Linked DNA regions of Lactuca sativa: region 1 is linked to region 2. A link is a contact called in public Hi-C data. All regions are on one chromosome and are shown on one strand. Each heading gives the region's core, a stretch centred on a gene start, on an enhancer-like site or on the middle of the called end of the contact. The rest is flanking DNA. Distances are from core to core; before and after follow the strand shown. Region 1 holds the start of LOC111889953. Region 2 holds the start of LOC111889979 (TATA-box-binding protein).

Evidence for each region. Hi-C and Micro-C count contacts between places; a contact is called where the count stands out from the background.
Region 1: a Hi-C map of seed shows a contact between it and region 2, with 6 times the contacts expected there. The contact joins the promoter of LOC111889953 here to the promoter of LOC111889979 in region 2. A contact is called at or near these places in 2 of 4 Hi-C or Micro-C datasets (leaf and seed).

The regions. Positions count from the first base shown.
Region 1 is chr6:80,902,177-80,907,621 of Lsat_Salinas_v11, forward strand. LOC111889953 reads left to right here and starts at 3,202. Exons shown (of 1, transcript XM_023886107.3): 1 at 3,202-4,600. The coding sequence starts at 3,693. The coding sequence ends at 4,421.
Region 2 is chr6:80,576,792-80,582,222 of Lsat_Salinas_v11, forward strand. LOC111889979 (TATA-box-binding protein) reads right to left here and starts at 2,465. Exons shown (of 9, transcript XM_023886131.3): 1 at 2,184-2,465; 2 at 1,868-2,028; 3 at 1,511-1,598; 4 at 1,274-1,345; 5 at 1,090-1,140; 6 at 907-951; 7 at 739-831; 8 at 548-649; 9 at 196-464. The coding sequence starts at 1,944. The coding sequence ends at 390.

The sequences.
Region 1 (5,445 bases), core at 1,952-4,451, 330 kb after region 2:
CGAGATACATATGTATAGATTTATACAGGGTTGACATCCCCACCTGCGGTTGCTAGCTACAACTTCGACCGATCAATCGAAGCGGGTGATAAGTATCTACAATCGTTACTACAACGTACAATGAAGCATTTTAGGGGTACATTCAGTCACATAGCTCGGTTATAGGACTCACTATAAATATTAACTAGAATCTCTCTCTCTCTCTCTCTTTCTCTCTCTCTCTCTCTCTCTCTCTCCCTCTCATTACAAAACCATGGATTTGGTTTCTCTCAAGCACATTTTTAAGTATGGATTATGTATGCGAAGAATTTTTTTGGTTTTCAGTAGTTATTCAAAGACTCTTTACAAACACAATTTTAATTATGGATTTACTTATGCAAAGACATCTTTTGGTTTCCAATGGTTATTCAAAGACTCATTATAAACACAGGCTTAAGTATGGTTTTACTTACAAATAAAATACATTTAGACTTTTTAAAAGTATCACTACTGTTACCAGAAAACCTGTAACTCTCACCAACCTTGTGTTGACCCTCAAAACTACATGTATTCTCAGGGAATCAATAATCAAGCAATTCAGACGATGGATTAGTCGTGGATTCCAGGCTATCTTGTTTACTATTTTTGTTATGTCTGCCTATCTATTTAAGGTAATTCATGTACTATACTATTATTTGTAAGAACAATGTATTAAAACATCAAGATGAAATACAAATGTTGTTTTGTTTATTGTTGTACTTGTGCTATATATTCAGTTTATCTGTAATCCATAAACTAAGTGGCACTACCCGACATGTTCCACCGCCTCGGCCGGGGGTGTGATAATAGGTGTTCAAAAAATACCATTATTACCAGGTATTGAAGGTTTCTGGCGAGTATGTCATTCTGATAGTCTTCTCCAGCGAGTTTCTAACCACCGTGAGTTTTCTGGCCAAATGTAGATAAAGAAATGGGTTTGTTTCAGAGGCTCAAACATGTTTGTGCGTTCTTCATCTGTTCAAGAACATATATTGATGAACTCAACTCAAACACCAAAAATTTGATGAACTTAAACAAGATAAGATAAGAAATCTGATGAGCTAACACAAGACCAGAAATCTGATGAATTTGCCTTCATCTTGGAACGATTTTCAAAAACGTTTTTGTTTGAACACAAATCTTCAAGTTGTTAAGAATTTTATCGTCTTCATCTATGTTCATCAAAACCCATCTCATATTTTTAAGGATTTAAGGATTTCCATGGTTTTTTCAAGTTTTGAAGTTCAAGTTTTTTTAGTTCAAATGTGCTCATCGTGTTTGTAGACACACATACACACACTAAATCTGAAAAACGAAAAAAGTACTTGAAGTTGAAAAACAAAAAATAAGCTTGAATCAGATTTGCTCATTCGTGTGTGAGACAAACATACACCCATACACAAATGAAAAACGAGTTTGAATTTGAAAAACGAACCAATAACTTGTTCTTGTGTTCATATGTAGAACCCAAAAAAGCCCTAAATCAATGGTTTCCTTTTCCTAAAAAACCCTAAATCGAGATGTCTCCTTGTCCATTTTGTATGGGAGAAGAAGGATAAAGCCTCATATTAGTTCTGCAAAGGAAATCAATAGTGTTCATGTTTGAAATCTGCAAAGGAAATCAATTGTGTTCATGTTTGAAATCTTCAAAGGAAATCAATTATCTTGAAAAGAAGCTCGAAATCTGAAATGAAGCTTGAAATTTGAAGCCTGAAATTTGCATGTTTTCATGTTCCTGATCATAATACCCCCCTCCCAAAAAATGTTCCTGTTCATATGTAGAACCCAAAAAATCCCTAAATCAATGGTTTCCTTTTCCTAAAAAACCCTAAATCGAGATGTCTCCTTGTCCATTTTGTATGGGAGAAGAAGGATAAAGCCTCATATTAGTTCTGCAAAGGAAATCAATAGTGTTCATGTTTGAAATCTGCAAAGGAAATCAATTGTGTTCATGTTTGAAATCTTCAAAGGAAATCAATTATCTTGAAAAGAAGCTCGAAATCTGAAATGAAGCTTTGAATTTGAAGCCTGAAATTTGCATGTTTTCATGTTCCTGATCATAATACCCCCCCCCCCCCCCCCCCCCACACACACACACACACAAAAAAAGGCTGAAAAAGGTGTGTCCTTCAAGAAATTCATTCGTCGGGAAAACCATGTTTAGCCGGAGAAGATGACCGGAAAATTCATATTTGGTCGGAAAATCGTATTTGGCCGGAAATGATGTCGGAAACAGGCAAAACCCACTATACCCGGTCATATTGGTATTCTTTTTACAGTTTCAACAACTTCAATGGTATATTAAGCATACAAATAAATTTAGTGACTAAATGTATAAAAAAACCAAAATTAATTACCCATACAAGTCATTATTTGAATGACCAACTTTAACGCCTTGTTCCCGAGTTCTACTTAAGGAGAGAAATGGGAGGATACTGAGGGAAAGTGAGGGGTGTCGAAAGAAAATCGTGTTCTCGAGTTTCATTAATGGAAGGAAAGTGAGGGGAGGGGAAGGATTTTGAAGTCATATTTTCCTCCCAAATTGGGCGGATTTGGGAAGAAAGTGAGGGGAAGAAAAATTTTAAGTTTTATTTTCTTTTTCCTTCTAACTCGGGAACACAAAAACTAAAAATTTTCCTCTCCTTTCCTTTCATTTCCTTCGAACTCGGGAACACAAAATACTGAATATTTTCCTTCACCTCCCTTTCTTTCAGTCAAAATTTTTCTTCCCTTTCTTTTAATGAATTTACAAAAAAAACTCGGGAACAAGGCGTAAGAACTAATTTAAAGGTGTTCCGTTCAAAAACTTATTCTGTGTTAGTGCATGTTCAAATGTTTAACATAAATTAAAGAAGCAAATTAACAAGATCTAAACTACCAACAAAATGATTATGGGCGGTTTTTAAGGTGCACATGTGCAATGTTTTAGAATGACATGACATATTTCACTTTATGCATTATAAATGTGCACGAATGAAGTCTATCATCAGAATGTTAAAGAAATCAGAATATTTATCCTGGAATAAATTTTCACAATGACAATAAAAGCAAAAAATAAAATAAAAATCAACATGATGCATTGATGTATTGTCATTTTCATATGTAATAAAAGGAAATAAAATATTTACGAGGCAAAAATGTAATAATGGTACTTTAGGGGCCAAATATGCCATTTCAAATTAGTAACTAAGCCACGGATTATTCTTCGCCGTGTTTATATCTCCCACTGAATGTCATCATCTTCATCGTCATTAATCCCTTCTTCGCAATCACAATCACAATCTCGCCTCATAATCCACGCCTCACGTTTTCTAGCTCAAATTCCGCTGATTCCGATCGTCCTCTCGTATCTCGATTCAGTTAGCGATTGGTTTGTATGGTGGTTTTTTCATCCCCTTGCCCTTTTGGTCAATCATTTCACCGATGATGGCGAATTGTTATCTAATCGATTTGCGTTCATATTCGGCTCTGTTCTTTGAAGATTGGCCTGTTCTTCGTTGATTGGTTTGGCGTCTGCCCGTTATAGATCTCCATTTGATTAGTCAAATTAGGTGAACTTGTAAATCTCGAGGTAGATTGGAAATTCTTTATTGGCGCACTAGTACGGATTTGAGATTGATCGAGATTGAAGATATAAATTGCTAAGATAAAAATAAATAGGGATCGGAATCCGAATGGCTATGAGATTACCAATGGTTGATTGCCGTAGCTTGATTGAATTTTGCCGAGCCTTCGAACAGCACAAAAATATGACACCGACGATGAATAACAACAACAATCACTCTCGGAACAATAGGAAGTATGGTTCCAATTCCAATTCTAATTCCAATTCCAGCTCCAATTCAATAAACCCTTTGTATCATCCGTTTTGCGAGCGATCCCCCTTTGCAGCGCTCGATATTCTTATGCTGATTCTCGTATTAGGATCACTCGGATTCCTAATCATACCATACATGAATACAATCTATCATGAAGCAATTGAGATTCTCCCATTGGTTTTTGAAGTGATCGGAGATATAATATCAGATGCACCAATTGCATATGTTGTTGGTTTGGTTGCAGCTTTCAGCGGAGTGATAGCTAGTATTGCCGCTTGGGAAATTCTCGAAGTAAAATCAAGGAAATGTGGAAAGCCAGATTGTAAAGGGTTGCGTAAAGCTGTTGAGTTTGATATCCAGCTTGAGTCTGAAGAGTGTGTCAAGTATTCATCATCAGGAAGAACAACAGATTATGGCGTGAAGCCATTGGAACTAGGAAAAGATCACAAGGAGCTGGAAGCCGAGTTGAAGAAGATGGCACCTCTTAATGGTCGAACTGTTCTTATTTTCAGAGCACCATGTGGATGTCCAGCCGGAAGATTGGAGGTATGGGGTGCTAAAAGAATCCGTAGAATCAAGAAATGATTTTCTTTTTTTTTAATCTTATGCTAGATTTCTCTTTAGATAGAATAAACATGAGCTGATATTATTATTTAAGTCTCCTTGTTCACCTACATACATAATAACAGATCCCTGAAATCTGCATCTTTTACTTGTTATACTTATCAAATTTGATGAAAAAAAGTAAGAACCTTTGATGTTTATATTCAGGATTCAGGATCATCTACCTTGAAACTATTGACATGTATAACTTTATGGTTAATTTTTATGTGTAGTCAGTAATCGTAGTTTACATACGGATACCACAAATTTTAAATATTCTGAGCTTGAGAGCCTACTCATGTATGAGTATTTATTTTTATAACACAATTAACATTGCATTCTCGAATTATTTTTGAAGAAAAAATGAGTGAAAATCATATTATTGGTGTTCTTGCTTGAAAAAAAGAGAAGGCTGACATCTTTACAATATTGTCCTTGTAATCATGTGATAATTGCAAGAAGGCATATACAGTACATTACTATTTACTATAAAGAGGACGGATATTTATATTTTTATAAGATTTTATAAAATCTTTGCTTTCCCTTTCACAAGCTTTTACGGCAAATTGCTAAAAATATATTTTGCAATTTATGTTTTAACGTATAATCAAATAAAGGATCTGATTTCTTATGTGATTATGAACTTATAATATAACCATTTAAACATTAAAATAAAAAGTATGTTTTTAAAACAGAAGCGACTAAAAAATATATTATTATATGTGCGGTTATTATAGTAATTTACTTGTAAGTTGTAATGTTATGTAATTTTAATACACAATCAATTGAAATTTTTTGTTTTACTTTTGTCGACTGTTGATACCCTTTTGTTTGTTTTGTTTGTTTTGTTTGTTTTTTATTATGCAATAATAGTGAAACCTATATCTTTATTTCATTTTAAATGAAAAAAACGCATGATTTGTTTGACTGAGATAAAGATCATAACAGTGATGCATGACAAATATGGGTGAGGGGCTGAGGGGTTCCATCTCATATCCCCCATCCA
Region 2 (5,431 bases), core at 1,215-3,714:
TTTAATTTCTCAAAAAAATAAAAACACTATAAAACTTAAGATTTAGAAAAACCATTATAGTTAAAATTACAAAAACATATTTAACAAGAAAAAAATCTCCAAATATGTTTTGCAATTCAGAAAAACTCGTCGTATGGTTTTATTTAGGGAATCTGGTCTCTATGATTGATACGACAATAATGAGTCCATTAAACGAGAGGTACTAACTAACTTTTCTATAAAACTCATGTTATTGTTTTCAAGCTAAACAAAACCACCCTCAAAATTGTCTAAAATCCCTACTTAAAAAGCCACAAAATTCAAAATTCTTCTGGGTGATATATTTGTTCAATCGACGAATAAATTGGCATAAAAGCCAAACACAAATTGAATTCTCTCACTCCCATACACTACTGTTGATTCTTTCTAAACTCTGTTAGCACTGGATATATATTTTCAAAGGCAGTGTATGTCTCTTCTCTAACCTACAATAAAACACCATAAAAAAAGTTATAAAAATAAAATAAAAAATATATATATGTATGTATAAACTATTAAAATCTCACACCTTAGCTCCAGTAAGAACAATTTTCCCAGAAACAAAAATGAGCAACACGATTTTAGGTTGCTTCATACGGTAAATCAATCCAGGAAACAGTTCCGGCTCATACTGCAAAAAAATAAAAAAATAAAAAATAAAAAATAATTATTTAAAATAAGTTGAGTTTGATTAGAGAAACAAATAAAAAAGAAACTTACACTTGAGAAAGCACCATGAGAGTATGCAAGTCCTTCAAGTCTAATTGGAAATTTCACATCACATGATCCAACTATATTCTGGATCTTGAAATCCTAAAAAATTAAACAAAATATTTCATTAATTTTTTTTTGAATAATATGAAATATATGAGATTGTTTAAGTTTTACCTTAAATTTTGCTGGGAAACCAAGCTTTTGTATAATTCGGGCATACTGGACAAGAATCAAGTCTTTAAGCATACAATAAAAGAGAAAAAAAAACGAAAATAGTAACACTATATGATTGATTTAGCCTTTATCTCCAAAAAATGATTTTTTTATAAAAAGATCATAGTAATAATCCTCATGTACCTTTCTTGCTGCTAATTTTGATTGCTGTTCACTCTTAGCTCCTGTACAAACCTGAAGAAACAAAGTACGATATCCATATGAATATGAAGAAAAACAGCCAAAATAAAAGGGAAATAACAAGATACTAATTAGATACAAGAATATTTGCTTGATAATAAAATATAAATTTAGAATAAAAAGTTACCATTTTCCCAGAAGCAAAGATTAATGCTGTAGTTTTGGGTTCTCTTATCCTCATAATAACAGCAGCAAAACGCTGGATGGAGTACATACACAAACAACAATAAGTGAATGTTTTTAACTGGAGGAAAAAGGGTATCAGATTTTTATGATTATTTCTTCACCTGTGATTAAAACATTCATAAGTAATTTCTACAGAAAGGAGCAATATTTGATTTCAACATTAACAAATACTACATACCTTAGGGTTGTATTCTGCATTTCGAGCTTGTAATGCTATAGCTTTCAAATCCAACTTGCAGTCAAGATTGACAGTAGACACTATGTTTCTACAAATATATATAAAAAAACATTGTAAAAATAACGAAAGGATGTTGCTATTCTCAATGCTCTTAAGAAAAAGGGGGGTTACACAAGTCCATTAGTAGATACAAAATCAAGACGTATAATGAGTGGATATAAAAAGCATTGTAAAATGCATACTAAGACCACTTTTTTATGATTTTGTTTAACTTGATGTGTCTATATTGGTATAGACTATCAGAAACATGACTGATGCTACTTGTTCTCACCAAAGAAGAATCAATTAAGAACTTACTGAAGAGTAGGGACAATTCCAGATGGGTGTCTGATGAGATCAACCGGTTGGCTCCCTTCAAGCGCTTGATCCGCCATCAAACCCTCCTCCTTATCCCTTCTCTAACTCTACAGTTCAATCAACACCTTCAGCGAATGAACCTTTTCCCAATCAAATTAGTCCTACAAAAAGAATCATCGCCATAAACCAACTTTCCCAAACCCGTATTCGAAGATATTTTAGTTTCACAATTCACTAATTCTTTGATTGACAGATGCTACTAATGTAAAATTAAATCTACAACATACAGACTATTAATAATCTCCCAATTACAGACCAGAAAGTAGTGATTCTTTAACTATCCGGCCACCCTCTTCGAATGTGGGATCTTAGATTAGGGTTTCTGGAAATTCCGAGATGGGTTCAAAATTAAAATCAATGGGAAACGCAGGAGACTGAGAATTGACGAACGTTGCAGATGATTTGATGTAAGGCGGGTAGGAATTTGAAGGAGTAGATGTTTATATAGGTAAGGGAGATTCGAAGGGGGATATATAGAGGAAGGGGGATGAGAAGCACTGAACGAATGAACGATATGGGAAGCAAGGGTTGGGTCTATGGGCGGCTTTGGATGTCTTTTATATCATGCCATAAATACCCCTGTTTAGTCAACGCGTTCGTGGGTATTAAATTGTTAATTGTATATAGTAAATAGTAGAGAAATTGATTTATTAAGGTATTTAATTTAATTTTTTGATTTGTATATATCTGGATATTTTTTTTTATATATCTAGGTATCAATCTTTGGAGTTTTGTTTAACAGGTTACCAAACTTCTTTTTTGGCTTTATAGAAAATAAAGTGGGTTATGACATGAGCTTTTAGTCTCATTAACCTCTAACGATCGATACACCATATATTCTCAATAAAACACATGTCAAAAGGATTTGCTCTTTTTTGTTCTTAACAATCGTCTAAACCCACCAACAGTACATATTTCCTTTTATTTTTTGCTTGAATTACAGTCACAGATTCCCTGCAGCTTTAAGATAATAGAACTTCCACCCCCTTATAAACCGAACATCAATCATTTGTAAGAATTAAGAGCAAGGAAAAATTTGTTGTTGCCTTCTCTCTCATGAATATATTATTTTTCTTTGTTTTTTGGTTGGGGTTAAACGGATGAACATGGACCATGGTGTAGGTAATAAGTGCTCTATTAGCTAGCGTGTGAGTGTGATGCAACAGAAAATGAACCACAAACAATCTCATCCCATCTCTTTCCTTTTGTTATGTAAAATACAAAAAATAAAAGTAGCTTTTATCTACATCAATAGCATTGCTCTTGTCTTATATATATACGAGACACGAGCAATGCTATCGATGTAAATAAAAGCTACTTTTATTTTTTGTATTTTAAATTGCTATAATACATGGATCAAACTTCATTGAAGATGGTGTTCTTCATGTTATTGGTCTCAATTTTTGATACTTTTAGTCTCTAGTACATTTAAAATTTTACATTTAATATCTTAAACAAAATTTTTTTTATAAAAAGATGATGTTTTTTTTTCCATGTCAAATCTAGAGATTTTTTTTACTAAAGTAGCGTATTTTAAAAAGGTATTTACCAAAATGGTGTGGTTTTAAAAATATTTACCATTTAGGTTAAATTTTATACTAAATCTAAATTAGAAGATAAAATAAAAAAGAAAAAAATTGACTTGTCAGCGTAATTAACTTTTCAGTTTGTTTACATCTTGATAGCTATTTTTTGTACATATCTAGGTAACAAATTTTTTGGAAGTATTCATATATGACCATTATAACTGGATGTAACCTGCTACAGCAGGTCATAATTATCATATATGAACATTTCCAAAAAGTTCGTTACCTAGATGTTTACAAAAAAAAAAAAAATAGTTACCAGGATGTGAACAAACCGAATTTATTTTTTGGCTTTATATAAAATAAAGTGGGTTATGACATGATCTTTAAGTCTCTTTAACCTCTAACGACTGATACACCATGTATTCTCAATGAAACACATGTCAAAATGATTTGTCCCTTTTTCGTTCTTAACAATCAATCTAGACCCACCAAAATCACATTATGTATTTCCTTTTATTTTTTGCTTGAATCACAGTCACATATTCCTGCAGCTTCAAGATAATAGAACTCCCACCCCCTTATAAACTAAACATCAATCATTTGTAAGAATTAAGAGCAAGGGAAAAACTTGTTGTTGCCTTCTCCTCTCTCATGAAAAAATTATTTTTCTTGATTTTTAGGTTGAGGTTAAATGGATGAACATAAACCATGGTGTAGGTAATAAGTTCCCTATTAGCTAGCATATGAGTGTGATGCAACACAAAATGAACCACAAACAATCCCATCCCACCTCTTCCTTTTGTTATGTAAAATCGATGTTTGGGTGTTGGTATGTGTTGATTTGTATGGTGGAGGTATAAGGTCGGTGTTGTCCAAAGTGAGATGACATAAGGGTAATCAGTTTACCCCTGCGTTTTGTCCAAACTAACCATTTAGACCCGATAAAACTCACCTTATGCCCCCATAAAACCAAAAAATAAGTTCAGAGACCTTTTAAACCAAAACCCAAAAGTTCGATGAGCTACAATGTCATTTACCCTAATCTTAATCAATTTTTTTGTGCATTATAAGTGTATAAACATTTAAATGACCTTTTAAATAATGGATGTATGGGGATTTTAACCGGTTAGAAGGTAAACTGAATGACTTTGCATAGATGACATGGACTCCTTTTATCCACGTAGACATTAGTTGTGTCCGTGTTAGCAAGCTTCTTAAATAAGGTAAACAAGATATGTTTTTTTTTATTATTATATAAACCTTTCCACTTCCATATGTGTCCTTAATTTATTGTTCAACCTTTCTACTTCCATTAACAATATTTGGTTTTCTTTCTCACATCAAGTCGACAAATACACATGTCTTCTCATTCTCTCCTACTGATCAAATATTCCATAGTTCAAAGCTCTCAAAGATTTGAATAAGATTCAATGGTCACATTTCCCATCCTTCAACATTCTTCAAATTCAAAAGCACATTTTGAGTTGTTATGTAAATCTTTTCAGCTTAATATTGTTCTTTGTGTTGATTATGTACATTGTGTTATTTGTTGTAGATTTAGAGCAACATATTCAGATAAGACCATAATTATACTATGTGGTAGATCTTAGAACAAGATGACAGATTGTAAATGTGGAAGAAAATGTTTGAACAATTATGTAAATAAAACTTATAAGCTCTTTGATTGATCACAAGTAATAGAGTACAAAGAAAGGTCCAATATTCAAAGAGAATATGAGCACAAACAATTTGAAAGTTACTCTAATATAATGACATGCACATATATACATACAAAATGTAACATCCATAAATTTTACGCCAAATTTAAACTTTGAAATCATAAATAAAAATCAAATATCATTGTTTACAAAATGTGTTTTCAAATCAATATTCATCAGAGTGTCCCAAAATCACAACATAAGGATGAGGAGCGGCGCGGTCATGCCTTCGCCTTGCCATGATCTTCTGAAGTACC